2 separate regions of the Bombyx mori genome follow, and region 2 is linked to region 1. A link is a contact called in public Hi-C data. All regions are on one chromosome and are shown on one strand. Each heading gives the region's core, a stretch centred on a gene start, on an enhancer-like site or on the middle of the called end of the contact. The rest is flanking DNA. Distances are from core to core; before and after follow the strand shown. Region 1 overlaps LOC101740250 (klarsicht protein). Region 2 overlaps LOC101740250 (klarsicht protein).

Region 1 (7,495 bases), core at 3,178-5,677:
TATCTCATTCCAAGTTACTTTCACGAATATTAGATAAACTTAATAATATCATTGAATAATTACCTGATTGTTTTCGTTCTTTCCATCCGGACTTTGATTCAGCCATTCCTTGATCCTGGACATTTTGTTCCTGCTAACATTTTTTCCGTCAGTTTCCAAGCTCAATGGCTTGAAGTTCCTAATTCCCTTCTTCTTTGCCATAGCCTTTTTATGCACCATTTCTTCAGCCTGGTTCACTAATCTCTCTATGTCTTTACATCTAGTATTTTCGACTCGCAGTAAATCAGGCGTCGATGATTCTAGTTTCAGTTTCGGGGATGCCGGTGTGTCTTTCTGATTGTCAACTGGTAGCTCACATTGTATTTCCACAGATGACGTCATCAGATCAGTTGAGTCTTCGTTGGCTATTTTAGCACCGCCAACGTACGTCCACTCTTCTTCGGAAGATTCCTCTTGGCTTTTTTCGTCCGTTTCAATAACTTGTCTGTCTGAATCCGTATCGTGGTGTTTGAAGTAGAAGATTGCTAGATGTTTGGATTTTCGATCGGTCTGATTGAATTTCGACGTGTCTATTGGTTTCTTACGTTTAATCACTGTCGGTGGCGTTTTGAGTTTCTCCTCTATAATAACTGAGCTGTTTATATCGAGGCCTGCAATATAATGAATTGTTTTACTGTTTGCACTGATGTTTGTTTGTCGAGAGATATGTTAAACAATGAGAACGACAATTGTTTTACGTCACAAAACAACTTGGCGGGGAGAGTTGTGTTTTCTTTTGTTAGAAAACGGAAATTGTTTCAATTATTCACAGGTGACTGATTATTCAAGTTTCGATTTGTTTCGCGAGTGAAACTCTGTAGTCCGCTTTTTCATGAATGCTTGAAATCATTATTAATCTTTAGTATACCTTAAGCGAAGTATAGAAGTATACCGTCATCTTGTGCATGTGATCGTTTTTATTTGGTAAAGTATACGGAAATTGTTATGACAGTGATCTTTAATTAGTGAATGGCAGCAAAACCAAACAGGTAAATGGAGGTTACTCAATCAGCTAAGTCGCTGCCTATTGCTCACAAGACGTTTCAAATATCAACGAACTCTCGTATACCGTTAGAGAAAATACAAGAGTCGAATGGTTCGTGGTAAAAATTGTGTAAAATGCACTGCCTATGAATGCAACAATTACAGGTAATGAAGATCAACTCTGCTTCGATGGTGGGTGGAGCAATGGTAACAGCAAGATAGCGGGATAATCTCAAACTATTTATGAAACCACTTTCCATAGTACAAGATCCAAAGAGCAAGGCTCTCCGTAGACTTAAAGTTCAGATCTTTTTATAGTCGGGTTAAATAATTACACGAGGTCAAGCCATTTTTGAATCTGCCAAAACTAATTGAGAACCAATGTCTTGGATTGAGCTACGTTTTAATAATTGATTAATTACTGGTGGTAGGACCTCTTGTAAGTCCGGGCGGGTGGGTACCATCGCCTTGCCTATTTCTGCCGTGAAGCAGTAATGCGTTTCGGTTTGAAGGGTGGGGCAGCTATTGTAACTATACTGAGACCTTAGAACTTATATCTCAAGGTGGGTGGCGCATTTACGTTATAGATATCTATGGGCTCCACTTAACATCAGCTGGGCTGTGAGCTCGTCCAACCATATAAGCAATAAATAAAAAATTGACTTACCGTCAAGTTGGTCAACAGTGACAGGTACAGTCTGGTCAGTGGTTCTTACGTCCATGTCCTCAAACGAGCCGGGTACTCTCCTCTCGTCTGCCATGTTGCTTTGTTCCCTCATCAGTTCCGATTCGCAGTCAGATCCGAATCCCCTCCACGTATACGTCAGTACATATTCTTGTTCCTCCTGAAAAAAATATACACATGCGTATTGTACATTTAATGCAAAAGAGAAATGGATTTTTCGCAATTTATATGTATTGCATAAATGTATTAGCCATTCATCAAGTATTTGACGAAGCCGACAGACATCAGAACATGAATATTGCCCCTCATTTCGAGTCATGAAGTTGGAGGTTCCCAAACTGTATAGTACATATATCGGCTGTCCCGCCCTTCAAACTGAAATGCATTATGGCTTCGCGACAGAAATATGCCTATTGATGATCTACAGTACCTGCTACCTAGGTACCAGGTACTATAGATCATGGTAGTAACATAGAAATAAACAGATAATAATATAATACTTTAACTAAAAGGAAAAATGCCCAGTTTTTATTTTCCCTGTTCGATATGACAAACACATTTTCGGGAAACATGTAGCCAATGGTTTTACGCACAGGTAAGTCTGTTACTTAGCAACTACCCACTTATGCGAGGGTCCTTGAAATCTGTTATTGCCATGACAACAAACGAAGTCACGAACCGATTTCATGACAATATTTTGCAAATACATGCTGATGCATCTCTTTTACCTCTGATGCTGACTGTCGACTGTCAGTAGAGTTTTCTCTGCAGCGAGCATTAACCGGAGTGCGTTGTCTACGTGGACTTCTCGGTATTCTTGGACTCCGCGGAGAGCCTTTTCTGCTGAGTCTCGGTTGTTTTAGAGCCGGTTCGTCATCACTGTCACTTACAGCTTCAATTGATGTTCCACCCTGTAAAGACGCATTTTTATTAGTAAACAGGTACAATAAACAATATATTCACAATCATATTATTCTGAGAAGTTTTCGTAACGTAATTTTATCATAATTATGACGTTTTTCATATATACTACTGCGTTATTTTTTACTATAATGAACGCCAGCGAGATTATAACAGGCTATTAGAAGTGATATCTTCGAAGGTAGTTAAAAAACTGCTCACATTTGTTGAAAAATTATTTAAGGTTTAAAGTAGTCACAGTAACTAGATATTTCTAATCTCCACCATTAAGCATAACTATTTAATTCACAAAGTTATTTTATTAACGAATCAAACAAAAAAAAACATTTTAAATTTACGGCACAATAAATGTCAGTTAAAACATCCCGGAGGACGTTATTTATATAAATTTTTAATAGTAAAATAGAAAATAGGATCTCCATAACTATCCAAATGTAAACTTTACTATTGTAGTGAATGTGGCCTGTAAGCTATAAATCATAATAAATTTAATTCATACAAGTGCGGCCACGTGACCTAACCCTTCGCTTGCCGAGTCTTGGAGTGTGTGGATAAACGCGACGTCAATTTATAGTACACAGTTGTTAGTACTTGTGGGAATTGTGGAATATGCCGGTTTCGTGTCGAGAAAAAAGCATGATACGAAAATCAATTCGATACAATATTGTTATGTTGTGTAACATTTACAGGGTAGATCTCAAAACCGGTGAAGGAATGAGGAAAAGCTTTTCTACGGCATTCCGATTCGGACTTGGGGAAATAGAAAGTGATGCATTTTGAAAACAAAGATCGCGATGTCGGGATTTGATCAACGTTTAACTTACACGCAAAAGATAAAATAAACCCTTTAGACGTGCACCTTTATTATAAGCTGTTGTTTCTTTTAATCATAGTCTCTATTTACAATAAATAGCACATGGTTATTTATTGATCTTCAATACGTTAACGTACAACAATGGGGCTAGATTCAATAAGCAATTCCTTTAACACGTTGCGCGGTTTACGACTAGGGGACCTAATGTTATAATTCTGCACGGCACTTGGGGTCCTGGGTCATGTTTGCAAACAACCGCGGGTGGCTGATTAATCTATTGTGTGTATTTCGACGGAAATTGAGCAAAGCGATAAAATTTGTGAAGGGTTATGCGGTTAGAGAGAGTCAGCTCCTTCCAGCTCATTTGCTATTGTTTTTCATTGGGTATTGGTTGTAGGGCGCAAAGTGAATGGGCAAGAGTAGGTGCCGACATTTTTCTTATTGCAGACGCGAAAAAGATCTGTGTTTCGTTTTGAGGGGTGGCTCTGAGGTTATACGGTATAATGCGGATACTTTGACTTAATTATGGCCTTATTCCTTTGAATCGTTGGAAAACTAGTACATTATTATTATTATTATTTTTTATTGCTTAGATGTGTGGTTGAGCTCACAGCCCACCCGGTGTTAAGTGGTTACTGGAGCCCATACACATCTACAACGTAAATGCGCCACCCACTTTGAGATATAAGTTCTAAAGTCTCAAGTATAGGTACAACGGCTGCCCCACCCTTCAAACCGAAAGGCGTCACTGCTTCACGGCAGAAATAGGCAGGGTGATGGTACCCACCCGCGCGGACTCACAAGAGGTCCTACCACCAGTAAGCAGGTCTGAGGTTATACAGTATAATGCGGAGACTGACTTAATCATGGTCGTATTCCTTTGAATCGTTGGAAAACTAGTACAGTAATGTATTACCTGAGTGTTAATCTTGGTCAAACAGGCCTCTAGGTGACACTGCCACTCGATGGCTCGGAGGTACAGGAGATGCCAGCGTCGTTCTAGGGCGCGGGCTGCGTCACCGCCGCGGCACAACCGCACCACTGAGCTGACTATACGTCCATGACATTCCACGTCGCGTTGTAATACCTGTGAACGAATAATATAGATTTAATGAACGTAAGTGTATTTCATCACGTATGTAACATTTCGGCTTATCATATTTTGAATTCAGATTCTTTAAACGCAAAAATACTAAGGTATGCAATTGTACAATATGTCTGGATTGCGAATAGACTTAGTATAGTATAAAGTAACGTCAATGAGGGAACATTTTTTAATGCATAAAAAATGTTCTTAAGTCGAAGATCTTAGTTCTGTGGTTACTACATTATTAGAAAACGGGACTCCCTATTCTATTGTTCGATCAGAAAATAAATTGAACAACGAAAGCACTACTGGCAATGTGTTGATTCCGCTATTTACATGACGATAAGATCGCACGAAGAATCCAATGAAAAAATCTGTTTAAAATATTGAAAGTCATCAAGAACGCGGATCTTGTAACAACAACCAACAAACAAGATCGATTGAGCACGATAGGAAACGCGTTGTGTAACAATGAACGTTAACTAAAGGAAATGCCGACCCTATGGCACGTTGTCACAAAAAAAAATCGATTTTACACAATCGATTGTGGAGGCCAATAGAAGATCTAACCATTATATCCAACAATCGCCGTCGACACAAATTGTCAAATCAGTTGAAAAAAAAGAAAATTTCGAACTTCGAAAATCGAACACAAAGGGCGGACGTGTTTAGTTACTGCAAACGTTTTTATATTATTTTTTTTGCTATTGAAGGTTAGAGGCGTGCAGCTCACCGCTTTAGGCAATAATGCCGGAGTCAGAGCCAAGTCTCTCAGTGGCTTACGGTGACTTGTAGACGTCACAATATGATCCCCGTCACCCACCCGCCCTAAGAAAAGACGAAATGTCAAATATATCGGCTTCAAACTGGAGACATTTCTTTCTGCTAAACATTGCTCTTGCTAAGGCTAGTGTTAACAAATTCTCTCAGATTGAACTAGTTAGCTTACCTACCCGTCCGGGCGTTGGAATAGCCCGCTAGGCTACCAGTGAATAGTTAGGGGGTTTTGTTTTTTTTGTAATTTAAATTTCTAAATTTCTCTTCTCTGTTCACTTTCTACTTATATGTGATTTTGATTGTGGAAACATATTTGGTTATTGTATTAGCTATATTTTTTTAAATATTATATGTTTGTATTGTACTGTTTGTTTCCCAAATAAATAAATAAAAAAGCACGAGATTTGCGTCTCAATTGTATAGTATAACGACGATCCCAATCCTTCAAACTGGCATGTATGACGGCTTCAAATCAAACCGGTAGATCCCACCTTACAATACCGCCTGCCACCTTACAAACATACAATACAGTCTGCTTTAGTAAAGCCTTAGTAATTACGCAAAGTACATATTTGTGGCTTTGATTATTCTTCTTATTATACGATGCTATTCCTTTACCGTGAAAGTAATTTAGACTTTAGAGAACTATTTTAAATAAAATCGAATTCAACAAAATGAAATACACGAGAAGTACCAGCTTTTAAATAAATAATAAAAAACGGTTCATCTTGAAAAAAGTCTGAAAGAAAGACTGAATTATAAAAATACACATAAAAATGCTCGAATTGAATCCTTTGTCCTTCTTTTGAATTAGGTTAAAAATCTGTTACGGGATTTGATCACAGACATATTCGCAACACATGATATCAGTACACCGGGTACCATATCGGCGATGACGACTTTAAATGATATACAGTCATGTATCCAGAGACCAATGGTGAAAATAAATAAAAAAGTATTGTTATATCAATCAATTAATAAAATAAAAAAAATTTTTTTATTCAACATAAATGAAAGTACATACTTGTTGAACGTTAAAAAGAACTACCGCCAATTCACAAAAACTAGTCTCCGTCCTGAGAAGAACTGGCAAGAAACTCAGCGGGCACGCCTTTTTTTATATTAGATTTTTTTTATAATTATTCATTTTTACAAGAGGTTTACTAAAGATAATCCCTGTGGACGGACGCGAACGACTAGACGGATATGCATTTACTGCTGTTACCATGATTTTTTTAATAATAAACCTAATTCCGGTTCTAATTTTTATAGAGTACATAGTATAGTCCATAAAATTCTTAAAAAAATTCAGAAGAGTTTAAAAGTTCGAAAATATTTATTAACATTTGGAAGTAATACAAATAGCAGATGTTCTATAGATTGGCGAGCCGAACTTGGATATCGAAGCTTGTATGTATATGTACATATTTATAAACTTATCTTGAAACTGTCGTTAGCGGGATTCAGGAATCTGTCAAATATTTTGTGTTCTATTATCATAGAAACTAAGCTATCGCTAACCGCTACAAACGTGCAAATACTGAAAGGTGAGCTCTTCATTCACCACATACCCACATCATTGCCCCATATTCTTTCTATAGCGCATGAGACTAACTACGAGCGTACAATAATCGTGGAATTAAAAAAAAAAAAGTTCTCTCTTTATATACCTTCGTTCTACTATAGTATAAAATCCCACTCTATAATTACAACACATCATTACGGATCCTCCCGATCCAATAACGGTGCTTTTAGGTACCTCAAGCACCGATCACCGTCCTCGCCGAACCCGTCGCTTGCGACGAAGGGCTCGACGAGTAAATTAACCCATAGACACAGCCCACTGAGTTTCTCGCCGGATCTTCTTAGTGGGTCGCGTTTCCAATCTGGTGGTAGATTTTGCGAAGCACTGCTTTTGCTAGGGCTACATATCAAAAAGAAGCTGAAATAGCCTCTCAAGGCTATCAGCATTGATAGGAAAAAATATATTTAATAATTACACTTACATAGGTCAACATTGATTCCCGAGACAACAATGTAACCGAAAGACACTGTAATTTTTTTATGACAAAACAATTGCATACATTCCTCGTAGCATAAAAGCATGGTCACCCTACACTTGCATACCTGCATTCTCAAACACATCGATCTTGATACATCATACGAAATTAAATAACGCAATGACAGC
Region 2 (7,495 bases), core at 3,412-5,911, 160 kb after region 1:
ACTAAGATTAGGCTCTTTGTAACCCTTAGGTTAAATAAGTTTTCATTGGGTTAAATAAGTTTCACGTGAAACCTTTCGTGTGAAATATGAATACATACATAAATTGTTATAATGTTGATTGCGTAAAATAACGTACAATTACAAGAGCTACATGAACCTATTAGATTCCGGTAAAGAGAAATTGCTCTAAGCGAACCCATAAATCCTATGCCTATTGCTCTTTAGATCAAAGATAAAAGGATATTAGAAATATAGACAGCAATCGTAGAATATACAACTGAATACTGTTTTAATATTAAGTTTTCTCCTTTTAATGGTCTGAGGTGTTCGCAAGATGAAGATAAAAAATGTAGCAACATAAGTTTCATTAAAATCGATGCGTGAAGCCCAAAACGACCAATATGTTAAAAAAACACGTTTTAATTAAATGAGTAATTTTGGTGGTACTTGTAAACCCCACATTTACGATTTTATTAATATCTTCAGTATATAAACATTATTCTGTAAAATATTTTAAGAAGTCTACAGGTTCAACTGGTTATAATTCGCAGCGTATACGGTAAATAGTGTGATAATCCGAATATATTCCGAGTGTAACATTAATGTTAATTTTAAAATCAATATGAAAATCTATAAGCCATCGCCGAGTCAACAAGAAAATGAAATAGATCTTAATAAATGATCGCACAACCGAACACGCGTACCTTTAAATTATCTAGAAAGCTAAAATGGAAGCGAAAATTCCAAGTTAGACCTTCACAATGACGGGAGCTCATACAGCCTGACCTAAGACCCGTAGTGGGATCACACTTGCGAGTGAAATCTGTAAACAGTATTCGCACCGTTGTGTTTCTCTCGTTCACACGTACGGCAAAACAAATAAGTGCGAGTGGTATGAAACGATAAATGAAGATCGAGTAGCATTTTAGATATCGCACTCAACGATAATTGGCTTCGTGTACATTATACTGATGATACAGCCACGGTAATCAGAGGCAAAACTGTTAAAAGGGAAAATAAATAACGTGGAAATTATGAAGTTTCAAATAATTTTGGAATTACTGCTGGTAGGGCTTCTTGTTTGTATGTATGTAATATACTTATTCATAAAAAGTTGCACTTTCATTTAAACCATGCCCCGCAAAACTGCTTACGACTTTTGACTGCAGGTAACTCGGTTTATATAAACATAGCTTATAAATTATTAAATTAGGTTATATTAATACAATCAATTTACGTAAATGGTTACAACGTATTTAACAAGTGTTTTTTTAATAAACTTTTAAATTTGGCAAGTGTAGGCTCACGTCTTATGTTCTCGGGTAAACTATTGAGTAAGTATGGAACTCGTTTTTTTAACGTTTATCTCCATAGTAATTTTGTACCACGGGTATTTCAAATTTACCTTTGGACACTGACCTTGTGCCAGTTTTATGTTGCACCAAATTAGTTAAACGCTCCTGTTTACTATGATTGTGGGTGGGTACATGCGTACATGCCTACTTCTACTGCGAAGCGGTGATGAGTTCCGGTTTTTAGGGGTGACAGCCGTTATAGTATTTAAAGGAGACCTCATATCCCAAGTTGCGTGGCGGGATTAACGCTGTCCGTTCTTTATGGACTCGGATAACCCCTTCACAACGAGAGGACCGGGAACGACAGTATAGTGATGCATATTCGTGGATAATCATAATACGCCCTCTCTTCTTCTATATTGTTCCCTCACTACTGAGGATCGTGACCACATGTGACGTTCTTCCAATGTGCTCGATCATGGGTAGCATAGACCGCATGGTACAAACTACCGCCAAGTGCTTCTCTTGCTAGATCTGACCATCTGGCTGGAGTTCTGCCCACGGCGCGCTTGCCCTCTATGCGACCCGCAATTATGAGCTTCTCTAATTCATGTCTGGGAGACCGCATGATGTGTCCGAAGAAGCTCATAACACGTTCCTGGCAGATGGAAGAGAGTCTTTTTCGGATGTTTAGCTGCCTTAGAATGAACTCGTTTGTACTCATGGCAGTCCACTGTATTCGCAGCATCCTCCGCCATACCCACATTTCTTTTGGGTACTCTACTAGACAACTGTATCGTGACGCAGGAGTGCTGACGGTTAGACAACTGTTTATCCACAGGTCCGTTCTGCGACAGCACTCCTGCCTCCCATCAATACTTAAAGAAACTTCACTTTCCACGAGGAGACGAAAACCGGCCTTTGACACTATTGCTTGTAGGACGGAATTTGCCAGACGACAGATTTATTCGTCAGGTAGCAGAATTTATAATAAAGTAAATATATCTCAGCAGATAGATGGCTTAAATAGGTATGACGTTAAAAATAATCTGAAGTCTTGGCTCTTAAACTTAGACTATTTTGAAACAGAACAAGTCGTGTTGTAAAAATGTATAATGATGTATATATAGTATGATATACTGTTGATTCATTGTAGCTAATTTTAAATTTATATTTTATATAATAATATATAATATAATATATAATAATATTTTTATACTTTATTGTATGACACACATACACACACAAACACACTAACACACATACACTCACACACACACACACACACACACACACGTACGTACTATATTCTTACAGATCGTTCTTCCTGGTTAACTTTCTTTACCTGGTGACCTAGCACTGAACCACTGACTTTTGTAACACAGGTTTTCCTAGCATAAAAGTCAGGGAATATTGTTATTGTATACCTCATAAAAAAGCCATGTATATTATTATACTAGTGTTAAGTATTTTTGTACGTGTTTGTATTTTAAGAGGCTTGAATGAATAAATATTATTATTATTATTATTTATTTATATTTATTTAAAATCTTATTAATTACATAATATTTTTTAAAAAATTTATTAAAAATACAATTTTTAAAAAACACTATATAAAAATAGATTGCCGCTGATGGCGGTGTCTACGACACAAGCCACCAGTGGTTAGGACTCCAGAGTGAGAAACCTCCTCACAATGCGTGCAGTATCAAGGATAACTGCTTTCTGTATTAGGCCCTTAACCCAGCTGGATAACGAAAGTTTCTTAAGATGTTGATCGAAACTTTTCGCCATCAAGCCGTGTACCGACACAACTATTGGAACAATGATGGTTGAATCAACATGCCACATGGCGGTAGTCTCGTGGGCCAGGTCTAAATATTTTATTAATTTGTCCTTTTCTGCCTTCACGAGGTTCTCGTCATGAGGAATGGTGACATCAACCAACACTGCTCGACGTGCAGATCGATCTATTATCACAATATCAGGTTTATTGGTTACAATAAAATTATTATTATTATTATTATTATTATTATTATTATTTCAAAGGCAATACGCCGCCCTACCACGAGTAATTACGTAAATTTATATATTTTGCTTTTTCTTTATACGATGTTCCATCATCGTGAAAGTGGTTCGTGAACATCTCTTAAGTACGTATTTCTACAGAAAACTGGTAAAGCAAACTGCCGGCGGAATTTCAATACTGGCACAGTCGGATCGCTTGATCTAATTGATCTGGGCGTTTTGTATTTTGCGCTACGGCGACTTCAAAATTATGCCTGTCTATATAAAAGAAGTTTGCCGTATGCCGTGTTTACTGCCGGCGAAATTTCAATACCAGCACAGTCGGATCGCTTGATCTAATTGATCTGGGCGTTTTGTATTTTGCGCTACGGCGACTTCAAAATTATGCCTGTCTATATAAAAGAAATTTGACGTATGCCATGTTCGCGGACCCAATAGTCAAAGGAATCCTATTCGGAACGTTTTCCATTTGATGTCAATACCGTTCTCTCAATCACAACATCAATGTTCTGGAAGGCTGTCTCGCTCACTTAACTCTGCAATGTCACGACCGGTAATTGTTTTCGTGACTTATAATGAGAATAAAATATTGACTTTTTGACCTTTGTTTCATAGTATTTTTTTCATTAAATACTAATCACCTTACGGCCGTTTTTATAGTCTTAACTTTCCTATCGATTATGAACATTTATCGAATTGTATTTTAACGTAATTCTACCGACTCTATTATAATAACGCTTTCCCGAAAAATCTCTCTTTTAATAAGAAAGGATTTAAAACGAAAATCGATTCAATCATTATGTTACGTAGTACATAGATGTTATTATCACCGTTGACGGCATTGGCATGTTTGACAGTTGCTATCTCGTCTATCAAAACCCGCAAGCAGGTTCGAGTCAAACTTTACATACAGCTAAAACGGTCGTCTGGTGTAGTGGTAAGGGACATGGTCTACACTACACAAGGGGGTCGTGGGTTCGAATCCCGCCAAGGGAAGATATTTATATGATAAATATAAAATGTATTTTCCAGGGTTATGGATGTATATTGAATATATGTATGTGTATAATAAAAATTTTACATTTATTTCCGTTATCTGGTACCTGTAATACAAGTTCTTTACGAACTTAGCACTGCTAACCAGTCCCCAGTTAACGTGGCGTGATTGTTAGTAAATATTTATTTATTTATTAAAAAAACAAACAGTTAAAACCAGATTTATATTTCGAAAACATTCGTCTATAAATTTTAAGGTTATTTTACGCATAATAAGCGTTATCGGGACGACCACCGCGAGCCGTGATCGTATCGCACGTCCGCGCAGCAAGAAATATTGGCGGCACGCTCACCTACATTCGACTAGCAAGTGCTCAGACGAACGCGCCCCGCGGTGCGATTTGCACCACTAATGTGACCACGCATTATTTACTTTGCGGAACGAATTTTACAGCACGGAACGCTAGATCTTCTGAGAATTTATTCTAACGAAGTCACAATGTAAGCTTCTGTAACAAATTGAATTCGAAACTGTTGGGTGTACATTTTAATTGGCGAATGAGTTTAGACATTAGAAGATGAAGGTGAAAAATGGAGCAAACATCTTTTTTTTTTAGTGCCCTTGTAGGCAGACGAGTACGGCCCACCTGATGGTGAGTGATTACCGTCGCCCATGGACTTCAGCAAAGCCAGGGGCAGAGCCAAGCCTCTGCCTACCGCTTAGTACTCTCCACAAGCCTCGTTGAAGAAGGACATGTCATAGCGCTCGGGAAACACCGTGGGGGGGAGCTCATTCCGTAGCCGAATGGTACATGGCAAAAAAGACCTCTGAAAACGCACTGTGGATGACATCTTATAATATTGCGTCTGTATGCGTTTTCAACTCGTCTTACGAACACATACCAACATTAATTTAATTTAAAGGGACGTTCTAAAGACGTGCAATTTTGCTATGCTGTGCTTCTCACTATATTGTAGTAAAGTTCTACTATTTTGTGGCTAGCATTAACAGTCCAACAACTGATTACTCGCATTAAAATCTACTAGAATGACTTCATAAACCGCATGCAAGTTAAAAGCATTTAATAATTTCATTCATTTGCTTTGCGATTCTAAATTATTTGGAGCCCCAATTAATTTTTTTGATAATTAATCCTTTTTATTGCATATTATACGTGACTCGAATGTGTTACAAGTCGTGTGACGGTACGATTAACATTCAATTTATTTGATACCAAACGTAATCCGCAGTTTCTTTTGCGTTACATTTGTAATTAAAACACGATCAAATATGTTTTATTTTCACGGGACAAAGAATTGCTTGTGTCACTCTCTGGTTTACATATACGAGTAGATACATTGGTATGTAAAATACGGATCAAAAGACGAACTGTCGTATTATTGTCAAACTAGAGGTCCCGCAGTAGTCGAAATTCGACTATAATTAATTGGAATTGTAAGTTTGTACACTATTATGATTGTATTTTCAACGCCAATACTACACTATAGAAAAATATTAATAAAGACAAACAATATTTAATCTATTCTCAATTTGACCACAGACGTCAAGAACAAAAGTTTGACAATAAATAAATAGTATGCATGCGTGTGTGTATAAAATACATGGTAGTGTGTGTAATGTTTTCTTTATTGATTTAATGTATCTTATATGCATTATTTTAAAGTAATATTATCATTGTGCAATTCTTCTCTATATTCTCTTTAAGTGTGGAAAATTTCATACTCCTCCGTCCGCGCAATTTTCGTTAAAAGGGGTACAAAGTTTTTGCTTCACGTATTAATATAAAGATACTGACAAAACTATACAATGTATAAAGACAAGTTATTTAATTATTTATTTATTATCTTAGACAGAGAAAGAGTTTACACAAGTTTTAGACTATTTTTGTGCGACATTTTATCCAAATCCGTTCAGCCGTTTTGCGTGATGGAGTAACAAACATACACACTTTTGTACATTTTTCCCCCTACCTATGCTGATAGCCTTGAGAGGTTATTTCAGCTTCACCCTAAGGTGTAGGTGAACTGACGGGGCTCAAACCGGTAGTTTTGCTTACACTGTTCCTAGCAAGAGCAGTGCTTTGCAGAATCTACCACCGGATCGGAAACGCGACCCACTGAGAAGATCCGGCGAGAAACTCAGTGGACTGTGTCTATGGGTTAATTTACTCGTGTGACCGATGCTTGAAGTACCTAGAAGCTACGTCAGTGGATCGGGAACCTTTGTACATATTTAGAACATTAGTAGGTATACAGTATAGACAATACAAGTGAAAAGCATCAGATCAAAGCTTGTTGCAATAAATTATTAAGATTTCTCTTTTTTTTACTTATTTATTTTTACGCATACATTTCAAATATTATTATTGTTTATAATATGAAGTTCACTCAGCTAAAACTAAAGACACAAGTATTTTGAACCCGGAATCAAGTGCCTACTACGACTTCCTTAACGTTCGCTTGCCGTAATATCTACTAAACGGAAAACAATATACATTAACAAATTAAAAAATAATTTGACACCGGATATTTTTTAACCGTAATCAATCGTTAAATTTAACTGACGTAACATTTACGAATTCACTTTCTACAAATAAATTCGATGTAAAATCGTTACAGCAAAAAGATATTGCATGCGATATCCGAGCGCGTTCGGAATCTTCAACTGCGCCTCGTTAACATGCACAAAATGCTGATAAAACTGCAGTCCGCGCCTGCGGGAGCGAAAGCTACCGACGCCGGCCTTTCCGAAAGATAGCTTCATTAATCACTTACAACACATGGACGTTATAATTCAAGGTAATTTAACAGAGCTATATTTCTAGTTACTGGCGGTAGGACCTCTTGTGAGTCCGCGCGGGTAGGTACCACCACCCCGCCTCTTTCTGCCGTGAAGCAGTAATGAGTTTCGGTTTGAAAGGTGGGCAGCCGTTGTAACTATACTGAGACCTTAGAACTTATATCGCAAGGTGGGTGGCGCATTTACGTTTTAGATGTCTATGGGCTCCAATAACCACTCAACACCAGGTGGGCTGTGAGCTGGTCCACCCGTATAAGCAATAAAAAAAAAACAACAATTTTTGGAGCTAGATTGTTTTTAGTTCCATTGTGATTTGAAATTCGATGACACGGAAATTAATCTTGAAAAACGATAA

What was found. Hi-C and Micro-C count contacts between places; a contact is called where the count stands out from the background.
Region 2: a contact with region 1 is called in a Hi-C map of whole pupa, with 1.8 times the contacts expected there. The contact joins two enhancer-like sites.

The regions. Positions count from the first base shown.
Region 1 is chr7:5,023,859-5,031,353 of ASM3026992v2, forward strand. LOC101740250 (klarsicht protein) reads right to left here. Exons shown (of 25, transcript XM_062669363.1): 11 at 4,360-4,530; 12 at 2,437-2,619; 13 at 1,691-1,868; 14 at 64-650. Among protein-coding and RNA genes, the nearest start is that of LOC110386098, 18 kb to the left of the region's middle. Within about 2 kb of position 4,428, at least 5 of the 8 cell types and tissues checked have open chromatin away from gene starts, as enhancers often do.
Region 2 is chr7:5,185,825-5,193,319 of ASM3026992v2, forward strand. All of the region lies in intron 10 of LOC101740250 (klarsicht protein), which reads right to left. Among protein-coding and RNA genes, the nearest start is that of LOC119628728, 35 kb to the left of the region's middle. Within about 2 kb of position 4,662, at least 6 of the 8 cell types and tissues checked have open chromatin away from gene starts, as enhancers often do.